Regions from separate parts of the Sus scrofa genome. Here region 2 is linked to region 1. The links are chromatin contacts, called in public Hi-C maps. All regions are on one chromosome and are shown on one strand. Each heading gives the region's core, a stretch centred on a gene start, on an enhancer-like site or on the middle of the called end of the contact. The rest is flanking DNA. Distances are from core to core; before and after follow the strand shown.

Region 1 (4,914 bases), core at 485-2,984:
TCATCAGGGTAACACAGAGAAGCCCCGTCCTCAGCAACCTGCCCTGGAGACCTGGAGACCCTGCTTCCCACGTGCCCTGGGGTGTGAGGGCCAGGGAAGCAGCTGGATCCTCTACAGAGTGTGGTCTGTGCATCAGGTTCTCCCACGTCCTGTGTGGCACCACCAGGACCTGGCTGCAGCCACTTGTCCCCCAACCACTGAAGGCCAGTCAAGGTTGACTCTCTGGACAAGGGCAACGTGGTGATGAGAGACAGGAGAGGAAAGCTGGAGCAGCTGGGTGCAGGGCAGGGAATCGGAGAGGGAGAAGCACACAGCTCCCTCCTGGGGTACCTGGAATATTCCCCCCAATACCCTTCCGAGAGACAGGAGTTCTACTAGTGAAGTTCTTTTTTTTTCTTGATTTAAAATTTTTTTTTATTTTATATTACTCAATTAATTTATTACATTTATAGTTGTACAATGATCATCACAGCCAAATTTTATAGCATTTCCATCCCAAACCACCAGCATATTTCCCCACCCCCCAACCTGTCTCCTTTGGAAACCATTAGTTTTTCAAAGTCTGTGAGTCAGTATCTGTTCTGCAAAGAAGTTCATTGTGTCCTTTTTTTAGATTCCACTATGTACGTGATAGCATTTGATGTTGGTGTCTCATTGTCTGACTGATTTCACTTAGCTTTATAATTTCTAGGTCCATCCATGTTGCTAAAAATGCCAGTATTTCATTCCTTTTAATGGCTGAGTAATATTCCATTGTGTATATGTACCATATCTTCTTGATCCACTCCTCTGCTGATGGACATTTAGGTTGTTTCTAGGTGTTGGCTATTGCACATAGTGTTGCAATGAACATTGGAGTACATGTGTCTTTTCAAGTCATGGTTTTCTCTGGATAGATGCCCAGGAGTGGGATTGCTGGAGTGAAGTTCTTCACTCTAGGTCTCCGGGGGGGTTAGAGTGGAATCTATAAAAAAATAAAAATGATTCTAAAAATGATGGAATTGGAAGATTGGCTAGGGAGAAAACTTGGGCAAGGAAAAAGGAAAGAACCTCTAAAATTTTGACTTTCTCCTCTCATCACCTTCTAGCATGTTCTGTGGACACACACACACACACACACACACACACTCCCTTCTGCTGTCTGGAAGACCAGCAGAGGTTGGCAAGACCCCCATCCTCTGCCACCACCTGGCTGAAGCAAACCTCTGGTCCAGAGCTGCCCCCTCCCCCTGCCCCCACTTTGCCCCCTGTGAGGGGCACCACAGCCTCAAATTGTTTCCTCATCTCTGGGGGCTCAGCAGGGGTGTTCACATCTCCAGGCTGACTTTCTGCTTCTACCAGGCCTGGTGGCTCTGGCTTACCACCCTCACTCCTCATGGCCATCTGCAGTTTTCTGCATGTCAATCAGTTTTGTGTGTGTGTGTTGTGTGTGTGTGTGTGTGTGTGTGTGTGTGTGTGTGTGTGTGTGTTTAGCGCTTTCTTGTCCCACACTCCCAGCCTCCAGCGTCCCTGAGGCAGGAGTACCTCCCACTCAGGGCTCACCACTCTGCTGTGTGCTTCCCAGCCGGCGAGGGCAATTTTTCAGAAAACTATTTTTAGAAATAGTAACCTCAGAATAAACAGAGCACACCAGATGCTGGTGTTTTTCTGGGGCAACTGAGCTGAGAATCATTTGTTTAAAGAGAAAGGTAAAAGAGGCAACCTTGCTCTCTGCCGGGGCCTTGGGTTGCGGATTGCTGGGTTTGACTCCCTCTAGCGGCAGGAGTTTAGATGACATGACGCCGCCTTGACCCAGACCAGTAATCCTTTACTATAACTGGAACTGTTTTACATTTAGGCTTCTGGTTTGACAAAAAGTCAGGACAGACTGCAAGCTAATTTTAAGGGTACAAAATGTATGAAGGATATTAGGGCAATTTCTCTGCATCCTTTTCTTATTTCTGGAAGGTCTAATCATTGTATTGAGCTCTCTATTGAAAATGAGGCTATGGTAAAACTGCTGGAGACCTTTGGTGAAATAAAATCTACTCTGTAAACAGAATCTGCATATAGTAGAGGAAACTATTAACACGAATTCTTCCCTATATGCCTCGTTCCTAGTTAAGGGTCAGTAGTTCTGCCAGCTCCATGGAAGGTGGGATAAAAAGGGACCAAAAAAAAGCGGCGATGTATCTAATAGCAGAGAGACAGCACCACAAAATAACAACAAATTTTTCTCATTGTAAGACTTGAGAGGCCAGAAACACATTACCTAAATGCACCCGGGGTGTCCCTTTCAGAAAGTGTCAATTGTATTTCTTCTAAGTCTGTTTCTTAGTGAATGTGGCATAGCCTGCAAAAAGACATCAGAAGGAAACTGAAGACTTTGGTAGACCTTCTGAATTCCAGGACTTCACGGTGCAGAGCCATGAGAGTCTTCCTACTGGCAGAAAGTTCGAGTAAAAGGTCTTCACTGGCCCGAAGACTTTAGTCCTCAGGTCAAAAATGCTTCTCTGTGTGGAAAACAGCCGATGGACAATTATCTAGTCACATTACAAATGACAGGGTTTCTCCTACAATTGGCTGTGGCTTGCTAATGTCTGGGTGATGGAGTAAAAACAAATGACTGTGGTTGACAGGAGGGAAAACATGTGCAGTAATTGATCCGTCAGATCATGTTCCATCTCTCGGCCCATTTTGAGTCAGACTTTGTACATTATGGAACTGCATTCATTCATTCACTGGAAAGCATTCCATTCACAAATCGTTGGGCTGAACTGACAATTGATTCATTATGAGTTCTTAGCTGAAGGGCTGATGGTTTTCCAGAGTAACAGCCTCATCTTGGACTGTCCTGTTCACATTCACCATTTTTGCATATTTTTTACTCACCACTTAGCTAACTTCTACCAACTCCTGGTGGGGGAGACCGGTGTGTCCATTTCTCCATGGCCATGAGCCCCAGATGACACCATTTTGTCCCCTAACGTGGACAGTCATGAAGAGAGTGTGTGTGTTATTATTGGTTTTCCTACCTACTCAGCTAAGTTTCCCTTTGCTGCCAAGTAAGGAAGAAACATGTAGCATCTGACCCTGGGAGCAAAGCTGTCCCCAACAGGGAACCACTGACCTAAGGAGAGGTGTTGGGAGAGATTTCATTCCTTCTTTTTTGGCCATTCATTCTTTTCTTTTTTCACCATTTACATTGCTTTTTTGTTTTTTCTTTAAACAATTTTAGAAGATGTATATCCTGGGATCAGTAGTGAACACAAATCAAATTTCTGGCCACAAGTGCCTAATCGAGCCTAAGTGTGGGAAGGAGACAGAGAGTAAGCATGTAAACCCATACATGAGAGGATTGCTGATGGGGCGAACGCCAAGAAAAAAATAAAAAATAAGACGACGCAGTGAACTAGAGGGTGCCTCGGTCAGCTGAACAAGGGGGTGTCAAGTGCTGCGTTTGGAATCTCAGTGGACAAGAGCGATTGCCATGGAGCTGGGTGTTAGGGGGTGTTGAGAAGGAGGGTGACCAAGACAGAGGTTTCCGAAGTTTCCGCTGACTGTGGTCTGGATGCAGGGTATTTGGAAAAGAGCAAAGCCGTAGGACCAACACAAGGGCGAGGAGGTGGTTGCGATTATCAAGAAAAAAAGATAATAAAACCCTGAGCTGGGTGGTGGCAGTGCGCATGGAAAGGAGGTCAGCAAATAAGGGATTTATAGCAGAATCTCCTTGACCTTTAGATTGAATCGATGATTAAAAAATCAAGCCTTGCATGATTTTACTGCATGGGGATGTTAAAACAAATTGAATTACCCCATCAATTATTTTTTTTATGCAAACAGGACTATTTTAGCACAGGAAAAGGGGGAAAGAACCTTATCTCAGAGCAAAAAGCTGTCCTCTAGATTGATGAATTTTAATTTTGCATATAGTTAACTGGACCATCTTATTTTTCTCATTACATCACAGACCAGTAACCACTATATACAGGTCCAGTACTGTTGTGAGATGAGCATTTCATAACCTGTGTGTTCTAGACTTAATGAAATGTGATGAGTTATGAGGTTGGAAGAAAGATGAAATGTCAAAGATAACTCCAGATTTTTGTGCTTGGATAAACAGTATTTGAGGGAATCATGAACAAAAATTAGAAGGAAGAGGAGGCGCTCTAGTTGTGGCGCGGTGGAAACAAATCCGTCTAGTAACCATGAGGTGGCAGGTTCGATCCCTGGCCTCGCTCAGTGGGTTAAGGATCCGGTGTTGCTATGAGCTGTGGTGTAGGCTGAAGATGTGGCTGGATTCCACACTGCTGTGGTGTAGGCCAATGGCTGTAGTTCTGATTAGGCCCCCAGCCTGGGAACCTGTATATACTGCTGCTGGTGAGGTCCAAAAAAAAGGAGTCAGATTTTAGTCAAGGGCAATAAGTCTGGATTCAACTCTGATAAATTTAAGATGTTGGAGGCACAACCCCGTGCCCTGGTAAGATATTTGGTGAATTGTTGTAGGCATATAACTGAGGTTAAGGTTAAAAGCAGAGAAAAAAATACAGAATTTGGAACTGTTCAAATTAAAATAATTAAAGCCATTGGGTGGGCACCATCTCCAAGGGAGAAAGAGGAAGGAGAGGGATAAACACAGCACTTGGGGGGAAACTTATCAGGCAGAAATTAGCCAGAACTCCAAGGATAGAGGAACCTGAAATAGCCAAGAGGATTAACAAAGCAGAACAGCAGGTGTCAAGGAATGAATTGGTTGTAAGGAAACGGAGGCCAAAACAATAGACATCCTCTTCCTAAATGGAAAAGGAAGGACTGAAGATACTTCATCTATTAGTGAGATAAAGGGAAGATACTTTTTAGAGTGATGGAGATCTGGGCGTATTTATAGAGAGGGGGGAAATTCATGCTACACACGGAAAAATAACCAATGTAGTA
Region 2 (5,114 bases), core at 1,455-3,954, 350 kb before region 1:
TGAACTGAGGATGGACTCCCTTCATTGGCTGGCTCTCTCTCCTCCCTTTTCGCAGGACCTCCCAGGACTGTGCTGATAAGATCTTTTGGCTCCGTCTCCCTCTGCCCCGCCTCCAACTCATGCCTCCTCTCATCCAACAAAGTTCCCCTTTATCCGAAGGCCCTCACTTCCAGCAGAACCATCAGGGCCAATCTGGTGGAGTCTGGGGACATTCAGAAGGTGGGTTTCCCTGGACCCCCATTCTGGTCCCAGCCTTCTTGGCTTCATGTTCACGTCCATCTCCTGCAGCTCTGGCCAGACTTCTTTCGCTCTACAAAAAGCAAACGCTTCCATATGGGATGGAGAACGTATCCCCAATGTCTTTCTTTGGGTGATTCTAGTTTACAGTTCCTTTGCTGAAAAAAATTGTGGGTTGGGAAGCGGAAGGAGAAGGGTCAGGGACCAAGACACAGAAGGCACAAGGCGCTGTCCCTCTGGGGGGAGCCTGGTCCTGAGCAGTTATGCGGGGGGCGGGGGGGGGTTGGGGTTCGGAGACCACCTCAGTGAATTGAGCCATGTTCAGATCCAGGCTGTCTACATCCTTTAGAGTGACCCTGCTCTCCACACCGGCCCGCATCAGCAGGGCTCCACCAAGAAAGGTGGAGCCGGGAGCTGAATAGGAATGAATGAAACCGCCCCCACCCCCACCCCAGCCCTTGATGGCCTCAGTGAGGTCTGGCAGCCCCTTCTGTTTTCTGCCCTGCGGTGTCGGTGACCATTAAACACTCCTCAGGGACACAGAGAATCAGACTTGCCCTCAGAAAACACGGAATCCTGTTCTTGGAAGGGGCAGTCGCAGAAATGGAGCCCTCTTTAAAAAGGACTTTAGAGGGCAAAAAAAGTCTAGCCCTTTACTTTCTAAAAAGCAAGTCAAATTCATCTGCTTTTTTGAGGGAGTTCCCGTCGTGGCGCAGTGGTTAACGAATCCGACTAGGAACCATGAGGTTGAGGGTTCGATCCCTGGCCTTGCTCAGTGGGTTAAGGATCCGGCGTTGCCGTGAGCTGTGGTGTAGGTTGCAAATGTGGCTCGGATCCTGCTTTGCTGTGGCTCTGGCGTAGGCCGGTGGCTGCAGCTCTGATTCAACCCCTAGCCTGGGAACTTCCATATGCCGCAGGAGCGGCCCAAGAAATAGCTAAAAAGACCAAAAAAAAAAAAAAAAAAAAAATCATCTGCTTTTTTGAAACAAACAGCGGTACAGTTTATAGTTGACAGGCTTCGGCTGCAGTTTTTCCTCTTTCATTTGTTTATGAAATGTTTGTGCTCCTCACCTTTAGGAGGAAATTTCACGCCTCCTTCTGAATCTGTCATTGCTTGGAACGTCCAGCTATACCTTATCCTCAATTCCGGAGCGCTGGTCAAATGCAACCCTTACAACTTCATCCTGGTGAACCTTCAGGCGGCGAATGCCTGTGGCTCCATCGGTGACCCCAATCCAGAAAGCAGGCCCTCTGAAAGCCACCGAGCTGTGGTCATGCGGGGGCCATCAGGGGAGCATCCAGGGTCACTGGGCAACCCCAAACCCAGAGAGCCAGGCCAGGAGGGCTGCTGTTTTTTGATCCTCAGGCAGGAGGCAGCTGGAATCTTCCTGATGACAAACAGCTCGTGGCCAGTGACTGGGAGTGGGGAAGGGGTGTTACAGTGTCAAGTGGCTCTCTGTCCTCATCCTGGTCCCTCTCTTCTTTTAGGGTTCAGCCTGGGGAGGGGGTTCATGCTACAGAGAGTTCTCTCCTCACAGCCTGTGTCTACTAGTGGCCCCTGAGCTCATGGGTGTGCAGGCCCAGGGGACACGAAAGGGGGGCACAGCCTTGGATTTTTATGGGGCAGCCGTCTGTCATCCTGCTCTCTCGGTCCCCATTTTTCTTTCCTGGTTAATCTCCTTCCCCCGTAGGTGACCACATTCCCCACCCCTGGCCCTCCCAACATTTCAGGAAGGATGGAAGAGGGCAGGCCCTCTTCCTGGGGGGCATTCTTTGCAGGACACTAGAGAAAACTGTTACTCAAAATAGCAGGAAGATGGTGAATTTCTTTTGATCTCTGCCATGAGCCTGGCTGACGTGTAAGACCTGGCCAGGCTCACAGCCTCCACGGGGCCCCAGGGCCTCTCCAGACCCAGAAGGTCTCACTGTGGCTCAGGGGCAGCACCAGCAGCACCAGTTGGGTTGGGGAGGGGGCCTAGCAAATGTGAATTTCTTGGGTTGCATCTGCTGGATTCAAGCCTTGGAACCAACCCCACCCGCCTCACAACAATCCACAGCATCTAATTGCTCTTTCCTTTTCATTTTATTTAGTAACTGGGTTCAGCCCAGGAAACTCTGGCTTCCAATCTTTGAGTGTTTTGACTCAAGGACCGTAAACTGTCTGATTTCTTGGACAAACACAATCTTGAGGAATTTTTCTCTTTACACAATGGCCTGGCCGTGCGAATGTCATGGCTTCCCCATTCAAGACCTGGTAGATTTTTTTTTTCTCTTTCCTACAGACGTCAGTCTACTTAAAATAAATATTCCCATTGGTTTGGGGGCCTTTTCCTTTGGATTATTCACCTTTATTTCTGGGATTAGAAAGCAGCTGGCAGGCAGAGATAGGTGGGCAGGAGAAACAGACACCCAAGAAACCCAAGTGGCCTTGGAAACTGCAGGAGTCTGGGGCCCACCTTTGCCTTTGAGGGTTGTCCTCCTTGACCACACGTAGCCATGGACCTGCGGTGTCTTTCCTATTTGGAGAGGCCGCCACCTCTCTCTGCTCCCACTTACCCTCCCCCTGGGACCCCACGCTCCCCACCTGAGCCATCTTTCGGAAGCAGATCTGGCCCGGTCTCCGCCATCCCCCTGCTGGAAACCTCTGAAGTCTTGGATCAAAGCCCATGGCTTCAGCAAGCTGGGCCCCTCACAGGGCAGCCCTGCCAGCCTTCTCTGTCCCATTTCCCATGGCTTCCCCCCTGCTCTGCACAATGCAGGCCACCCCAGACCAGCCATCTCACTGGGCACTTGTGATTCCCTTCTGCCTGAAATGCCCTTTCCTTTGCTTGCTGGATTCTTGCTCGGTGATAAAGACCCACCTCGGTTTTCAGGCTGTGAGCCCATCCCCCACAGAGATGCTCCCCCTTTTTCAGACACACACTTTACAGCCTCACCTTGGGGCTCCCAATTTCCACCTTCCACCACAAAGCTGCTGGCCCACTACCATCCTTACTGTTTCAACCCAGATAGACTGCTAACTGCTCTTAATTCCTTTCTTTCTTTCTTTTTTTTTTGGTCTTTTGTCTTTTTAGGGCCACATGGGTTGTATGGAGGTTCCCAGGCTAGGGGTCGGAGCTGTAGCCGGCCCTATGCTAGAGCCACAGCAACTCGGGATCCGAGGTGCGTCTCCAACCTACACCACAGCTCACAGCAATGCCAGATCTTTAACCCACTGAGCAAGCCAGGGATCAAACTCGTGTCCTCATGGATACTAGTCAGGTGCATTCACCATTGAGCCACGGTGGGAACTCCCTAACTGCTCCTAATTCTTCCTTTTCCTCTTTGTCTTCCTCTCCCTCTTTTCCCTTTCTAGGTAGCTAATAAAATTATCTTTGAAATCTCTGCTGAGCTGCCTCTGGTACCTGGCACTGTACCAAAAAAAAAAAAAAAAAAAAAGAACGATTGATGTGCTGATTTTTGCCTTATCAAATATCTTCCATGCCTAGACGACGACCAGGCACCTTCTGTTTGCTATCTCCCTGAAGTATCACACCCACCCCGGTGGTTAGATGCTGTTTTTTGCATTTTCACATGAGATCAGTTGATGCTTAGTTGAGTTTCAACCTATTGAGTTTAAATTCCTTTCCAAGGTCACACCGTTGGCAAAGGTCTTGTTCCTGCTCAGGTCTCTCTGACCCCAAAGCCTGGGCCTTTTTTTTTTTTTTTTGTCCTGCCCCTTAGCACCTGCACGGCGACTTCAGGGCTACAAGGACCTGGGCCCCAGATTGGGTCTCCCAACACCTCATGAGCCCTTGACCTTTCTGCACAGAAATGGAAAGACGAGCATGTGATCCTCAGGGTGGTCGCTAAGTGCAAAACAGCTTCATCAGAAAACGCTCCCACAGTTAAGCATCAGAAGAAAGATGAGGAAGGGAGTTCCCATTGTGGCTCACTGGGTCACGAACCCAACTAGTATCCATAAGGATGCAGGTTCAATCCCTAGCCTCACTCAGTGGGTTAAAGATCTGGTGTTGCCATGAGCTGTCATGTAGGTCGCAGACGTGGCTTGGATCATGCATTGCCGTAGCTGTGGTGGAGGCTGGCAGCTGCAGCTCCCATTCAACCCTTAAAAAGAAAAAAAAAAAAAATCAGGAGGACATTTACACCTTTCCCCTCTTAGTTCTTATCCCACCCCGAATCTGTTGTGCCTTCCTGGTCAAAGAAAGCCAGGGTCTTATACCTCTAACCTGTGGTCAGCAGGAGTGGGGTCTGGTGGATCATGGTGTTTAATGCTTGGGTCCTCGGTGGAGACCAGGTAATTTGGAATGCAGGATGAAAAGAATTATGAGAACAGAGTATTAGAAGAAAGTGGAAGCCGGAGGGGAAAGGGACCACGGTGGCCTGTAGTGAGCTGGGGCTGGGGCCAGATGGGACCCCTCTAAGGATGCTGAGCAGGGCGAAGAGTAAAGGGTCTGGTGGATCCGCTTTTGGAAGGACTCAGCGCAACTCCCTCCCACTTGTATCCTGTTCTTTATTTCCTCGCCTCTCCTTCCAGAGAGAGAATCCATGAGACTCAGTCAGCACCTGCTCATTAGAGTGCCTACTGTATACAAGGCACTAGGAGGTACAGAACTATGCCCTGTTCTCAGGAGCGTAGGCTCGGGAGGGGTGAGTAATAGATTCCTACCCAGACCCACTTCTTTAACCACACTGAGTGAAGGCTGTGCCGTGCTTCAGGGCAGGACCTCCATGTCATGGCATCGGGTGGTGACAGCGGCTGCTGTTCAGGAGTATGCAGAGTCGGGGGCACCTGTGGAACCCATGCTATTCTCTGCAGAGCCATCAGGAAGGCCTGACCCCGAGCCTGGTCCAAGCTGACCCACCAGTGCTTCCCA

What was found. Hi-C and Micro-C count contacts between places; a contact is called where the count stands out from the background.
Region 2: a contact with region 1 is called in a Hi-C map of retroperitoneal adipose tissue, with 5 times the contacts expected there. The contact joins two enhancer-like sites. A contact is called at or near these places in 5 of 5 promoter capture datasets (fetal liver, fetal skeletal muscle, liver and 1 more), 29 of 47 Hi-C or Micro-C datasets (adipose tissue, alveolar macrophages, blood and 16 more) and 1 of 2 datasets of contacts at active chromatin or transcription factors (skeletal muscle).

The regions. Positions count from the first base shown.
Region 1 is chr9:55,199,206-55,204,119 of Sscrofa11.1, reverse strand. No RefSeq gene overlaps it. Among named protein-coding and RNA genes, the nearest start is that of ETS1, 310 kb to the left of the region's middle. Within about 2 kb of position 1,734, at least 25 of the 83 cell types and tissues checked have an H3K27ac peak or open chromatin away from gene starts, as enhancers often do. A contact at or near this core is called in adipose tissue and retroperitoneal adipose tissue, where this site is marked.
Region 2 is chr9:55,553,566-55,558,679 of Sscrofa11.1, reverse strand. No RefSeq gene overlaps it. Among named protein-coding and RNA genes, the nearest start is that of ETS1, 44 kb to the right of the region's middle. Within about 2 kb of position 2,704, at least 12 of the 83 cell types and tissues checked have an H3K27ac peak or open chromatin away from gene starts, as enhancers often do. A contact at or near this core is called in adipose tissue and retroperitoneal adipose tissue, where this site is marked.